Linked DNA regions of Zea mays: region 2 is linked to region 1. A link is a contact called in public Hi-C data. All regions are on one chromosome and are shown on one strand. Each heading gives the region's core, a stretch centred on a gene start, on an enhancer-like site or on the middle of the called end of the contact. The rest is flanking DNA. Distances are from core to core; before and after follow the strand shown.

What was found. A called contact is a pair of places that touch in the nucleus more often than the background predicts.
Region 2: a Hi-C map of leaf shows a contact between it and region 1, with 5 times the contacts expected there. The contact joins the promoter of LOC100280237 here to the promoter of LOC100276204 in region 1. A contact is called at or near these places in 3 of 25 Hi-C or Micro-C datasets (leaf and tassel).

The regions. Positions count from the first base shown.
Region 1 is chr4:97,845,096-97,847,851 of Zm-B73-REFERENCE-NAM-5.0, forward strand. It overlaps LOC100276204, which reads left to right and starts at 1,335. Exons shown (of 2, transcript NM_001150049.3): 1 at 1,335-1,524.
Region 2 is chr4:97,984,742-97,987,497 of Zm-B73-REFERENCE-NAM-5.0, forward strand. LOC100280237 reads left to right here and starts at 1,415. Exons shown (of 17, transcript NM_001326369.1): 1 at 1,415-1,634.

The DNA.
Region 1 (2,756 bases), core at 85-2,584:
GAGCTCCCGACATATCTTCGAGCGGTTAGGCTCTAATGAAGTACCGAGCTCTGATACTAATTGAAAGTCACCTAGAGGGGGGTGAATAGGCAAATCTAAAATTTATAAAGTTTAAGCACAACTACAAGCCGGGGTTAGCGTTTAGAAATATAATCGAGTCCGAAAGAGAGGGCGAAAACAAATCACAAGCAAATAAGAGCGGATGACACGGTGATTTGTTTTACCGAGGTTCGGTTCTTGCAAACCTACTCCCCGTTGAGGTGGTCACAAAGACCGGGTCTCTTTCAACCATTTCCCTCTCTCAAACGGTCACCTAAACCGAGTGAGCTTTTCTCTTCAATCAAACGGGACACTAAGTCCACTGCAAGGACCACCACAACTTGGTGTCTCTTGCTTTAATTACAATTGAGTTGAGAACAAGAAAGGAGGAAGAAGAAAAGCGATCCAAGCGCAAGAGCTCAAAAGAACACAACAAAATTCTCTCTTCCAGTCACTAATTGCTTTGAGTGGAATTGGGACTTGGAGAGATTTTAATTCACTCTATTTGTGTCTTGTATTGAATGCACTAGCTCTTGTATTGAATGTGTTGGCTGAAAACTTGGATGCCTTGAAGTGTTGGTGGTTGGAGGAAGAAGAAAAGTGATCCAAGCGCAAGCGCAAGGTGGTTGGATGCCTTCAACTAAACACTGTCCGGTGCGCCAGTCACGTCACCGAACCGTTAGGGTTCGACCATTGGAGCTCTGACATGTGGGGCCACCGGACAGTCCGATGGTGCACCGGACAGTCACTATTCACTGTCCGGTGCGCCATCTGCGCCTGCTCTGACTTCAGCAGCGCGCTGTCCACGCACTGTTCACGCACTGTACACTTTTGCAGACGACCGTTGGCGCTGTAGCCGTTACTCCGCTTGGCACACCGGACCGTCCGGTGCTACACCGGACAGTCCGGTGAATTATAGCGCCATTTTCAGAAACCCGAAGCTGAGCAGTTCGAGTGGATTCACCCTGGTGCACCGGACAGTCCGGTGCGGCAGACCAGGGCTGTCTTCGGTTTTATTTGCTCCTTTTTATTTGAACCTTTTCTTGGACTTTTTATTGATTTGTGTTGAACCTTTGGCACCTGTAGAACTTATAATCTAGAGCAAACTAGTTAGTTCAATTATTTATGTTGGACAATTTAACCACCAAAATCAATTAGGAAAAAGTTTGAGCTTATTTCTCTTTCGAAGAGCTAGTTTTGGAACACCGTTTCCTCAATAAATTTCAATTTTCGTAAGAAAAAATAAAATAATTTTTCTTAGGAAAATAAAAATCTCTCGAAAAAATTGTGTTACCAAACTAGCCCAAAGAATGACAAATTTTGCGGAGGGGGAAATTGCCAATTTTCTCGTTTCATTCCTCCTCGGGTGGCCCGTCATCGCGTTCACCCTAGTTCTTTCTTTCCTGGCAGCGACAACTGCGCAGCGGCGCCGCCACCGGACGTCAGATCTCCGTTGGGTGTTTGATGGCGATGAGCACCTGTCAGGTGCGTCCATCTCTTCCCCTCCCTTTTGTGGTGTTTTCTGAATGCCCAAACCCTAATGTAAGCTTTCCGTATTCGGAGGGCTCGTTGGTTTTGCTCTCAATCCAATCCACGTGGTTGGGTGGGATTGAGTGGAAAATACCAAAAAGTTAAAATCTTTCATAATTTTTTTAATCCCATCCAATCTACATGTAATAGGAATAACCGAACATGGCCTAGGATTATGCCTACTAACTTCGATTTTGTTGCAAAAATTAACTGGTGCACTGCTCTCTTTTAGTCATCTTTTACGAGTCACCTGCCCAAATTTTCTCCCAATTCAGTTTGTTTTGATCCACTGTCCAATGAGTCTTGTTTTAGTCATGTTCTGATTAGATCCTAATCCTTGGCCATTTTTTTTAGAATCTCATGGTATGCTTTTAATGCAAAACGGCTGTGCATTTAGGCCAACTATTAGCATGTATGTCTTCCTTTTATGGAATTTATTGTATTTTATTTCCTCAGGTGCTGTGGTTCAGATCTTATGCATATCACTTTTGAAGAAAAAAATAGAAATGCTAAATGCCTTATTCACAGCGGTGGGAATTTGGAAAGTGTATTTGTGCTGCTTCACTGCACTTGATTTGGCCAAGAAACAAATTTCCTGGATTCAATGAAATTCATTAACCACTTTGATTGGCAGTATTCTTTGGTTCTAATATTATGCTAACTCCATGGCTCAGTTAAGGTTCCAACTAAACTAGCACAAACGCTTTAAGAATTTTTGGTTTACTATATTTTTTGTTAGTACTGAAGCTGTACTTAGGAGATGGTATATCATGTTCAACCAATTCCAAGCATGAATGAGTATTAATATACTGTGGTATCAAGAAACCACAGTTTTTTTTTTTGAGAACGCGCAGGAGAACTGCGTATCTTATATATTAAAGAGGAAAGGAAACATTACAAAAGAGGAGATGTTGCAGAGCAAATCTCCCAAAGACCATAAAGTTTTAGAACCCATAAATGTGCAAAGTCATGGTTTAGTAAAAAGAGGTCTAGGGTTTTAAAAACTTTAAATGACTACAGTTTTAGCAGTACTATGGTTTTTTAAAACCATAAAGTTTGTTGCATCCAAACAATTCATGGTCCTCCAAAACACCAATATATTTCACAAAACCATGGTGTTTCTCTAAAACTTTAAAAATACTTCACATCCAAACAGGGTCTTAGCTTTTGGAATCCAAGTGAGGGTC
Region 2 (2,756 bases), core at 165-2,664, 140 kb after region 1:
GCCCTGGGTCGGGCGAGACGGTGGCTCCTCCGAGGTCGGGTCGAGTCTGTCCTCCGAGGTCGAGGTCGAGTCCGAGCCCTGTGGTCGGGCGAGGCGGAGTTCGTCGTCTTCCGGGGCCGAGCCTGAGCCCTGGGGTCGGGCGAGGCGGAGTTCGTCGTCTTCCGGGGCCGAGCCCGAGTCCGAGCCCTGGGGTCGGGCGAGGCGGAGTTCGTCGTCTTTCGGGGCCGAGCCCGAGTCTGAGCCCTGGGGTCGGGCGAGGCGGAGCTTCCTATGGCGCCCGAGGCCGGACTTGGCCGCTGTCAGCCTCACTCTGTCGAGTGGCACAGCAGTCGGAGCGACGCGGGCGGCGCTGTCTTCTTGTCAGGCTAGTCAGTGGAGCGGCGAAGTGACTGCGGTCACTTCGGCTCAGTCGACTGAAGGGCGTGCGTCAGGATAAGGTGTCAGCCCACCTTTGCATTAAATGCTCCTGCGATGCGGTCGGTTGGCGTGGCGATCTGGTCAAGGTTGCTTCTCGGCGAAGACTGGGCCTCGGGCGAGCCGAAGGTGTGTCCGTTGCTTGAGGGGGCCCTCGGGCGAGACATGAATCCTCCGGGGTCGGCTGCCCCTGCCCGAGGCTGGGCTCGGGCGAGGCGAGATCGTGTCCCTTGAGTGGACCGAGCCTTGACTTAATCGCACCCATCAGGCCTTTGCAGCTTTGTGCTGATGGGGTTACCAGCTGAGATTAGGAGTCTTGGGGTACCCCTAATTATGGTCCCCGACAAGATTAATTAGACTTAATAGATTTGTCTCATTGTTTATTCTTTCTAAACGGTAAGATGAGTTTATTAAAACTAATTCGTATATGATTTGTTGGTACAAGAAATATTTGCTAATTATATATTAATTAGGCTTAATAAATTTGTTTTATTGTTTATTCTTTCTTTATATAATTAGTTTTATAATTATACTATATTTAATATTTATAATTAGTATTTAAACATTGTGACACGGAGTAAACTTTTGTCACAAACACTCTCCTTAGCAAAAGAAAGGAGGGAACACGTCAGCCTAGCCGGATAGCAGGACGGGAAAGCAAAAGGAAGTCGCTCGGACAAGCATTGACCTCACGTGGCGTCATCTCTTACACCGAATCAAACAAGTATCCTGCAACCGCAGCTGTTGTTCGGAACTCGCGTCTTCCATGCAACACTCCACGCCCAATTCTCAGCGAGCGAGAGGCCCTCGTCGAGCCCATCCATCCCATGATGACGCGGGCGCCGGGAGCACGCGGACGGGACGGCAACCCCAGCCAAAGCCAAAACAGGCCTGCTTCCTTACACCTCGCTTGGTGGTCTGGGCGACCGGCCGCTGGCGTCGCGCCCTCCCTTATAAACCACCACACTTCAGCACCCACAGCTCCCTCTTGCATCCCCTCGCCCGTCGTCTCGCCAGTCGCTACACCCCAAAAACCTCACGCGCGCGCTCGCGACCCCTCGCGCTCGCCTCGTCGGCACGCCGGCGAGAGGGGCGCCCATCCCCGTGCCTATATAAGGACGCCGGATTGGAGGTGCCCGTCCCTTATCCGCGCGGCCAGATCTACCTCTGTTCCACGCCTCCGTCACCGCCGCGTCGGGGCGATCCCACCGAGGCCACAGGTTAGCTCCTGCCCCTTGATTCGATGTGCACGCTTGGTTTCGTGGCTGCCTGGGTGCGTCACCTCGCAGATCTGGGCGTTTAGGAACGCTTCCCACCCTGATCTATGCGCTGTGGCTGTGCCCCACCGTCGATTCGACGCTGTGCAGCCTGCTCCCATCGGGGCCCGCTAGCCGAGGTCGGAATTCCACGAGATCGCTCGGGTTTATGTTGTGCCAGTGCCAGATCTGCGGACGCGTGTACGGTCGCAGCTCTGCATGGCTGTTCCTGTTGCTCGGCGCAGAGTATAGGATTTAGATTTGGATTTAGCACTTTTGAATTTAGATTTGGATTCAGCGTCATCTGTGCGCATTGCTGATCTGCGCTGTCCGCGCTTGTCGTACAAAGGTGTCTGGGTTTGCGTGACTCCTGGGGCGGGTGGTTGGCACGTATTTGGGGCCATGTGTGGGCCAAACCTTCCGTGCGCAATTTTTGCATGTTTCCCTTTAGAGAAATCTGATCGTGCCGAATAATTACTACGTAGGATAAAACATAAAAGCAAAATGTCATGGACTGTCAACCTGTGCACTTTACATTCCTGCCGCATATCTGTGGTACTTAGATTAGAGCAAGTATAATAAGGTGACATAGGCGGGCTGTAAGAGATGCTATGTCAGATTTTTAGTGACGTGGAAAAAAGAGAAACACAGAGATAAAGAAAGCGGACTGCTCACTGGTAGGCTGAAAATGGGCTGCAAGACACTTTGTGAGAGAAAGAGATGGAGCAAGTATTAAATGTTTAGTTTATATTATGAAAGGGTTATTATATGAATAGACTTTTAGTTGGATATATGTGACATGACAACATGACGAAGCTTACTATGGGTTATATTATTAAACTTGCTCTTACTGTTGATATTTCAGTTTTGTTTTCGATACGTGAAATAGCTCCTGCCGTGTTGTTTTTAATTATTGACAAGTGGGGAGACTGGTGTTCTCTGACCATAAATATGGTTGGCGGAATTGTTTTTTGGTTTGCTTTCAAACGGAAGCATTTTATGTGAAAACTGAGATTGTTCCACTTAAGTGTCCCATATATTTTCCATTTCCATCATTTCTTTAGCTACCTATGGAAGGTAAAATGC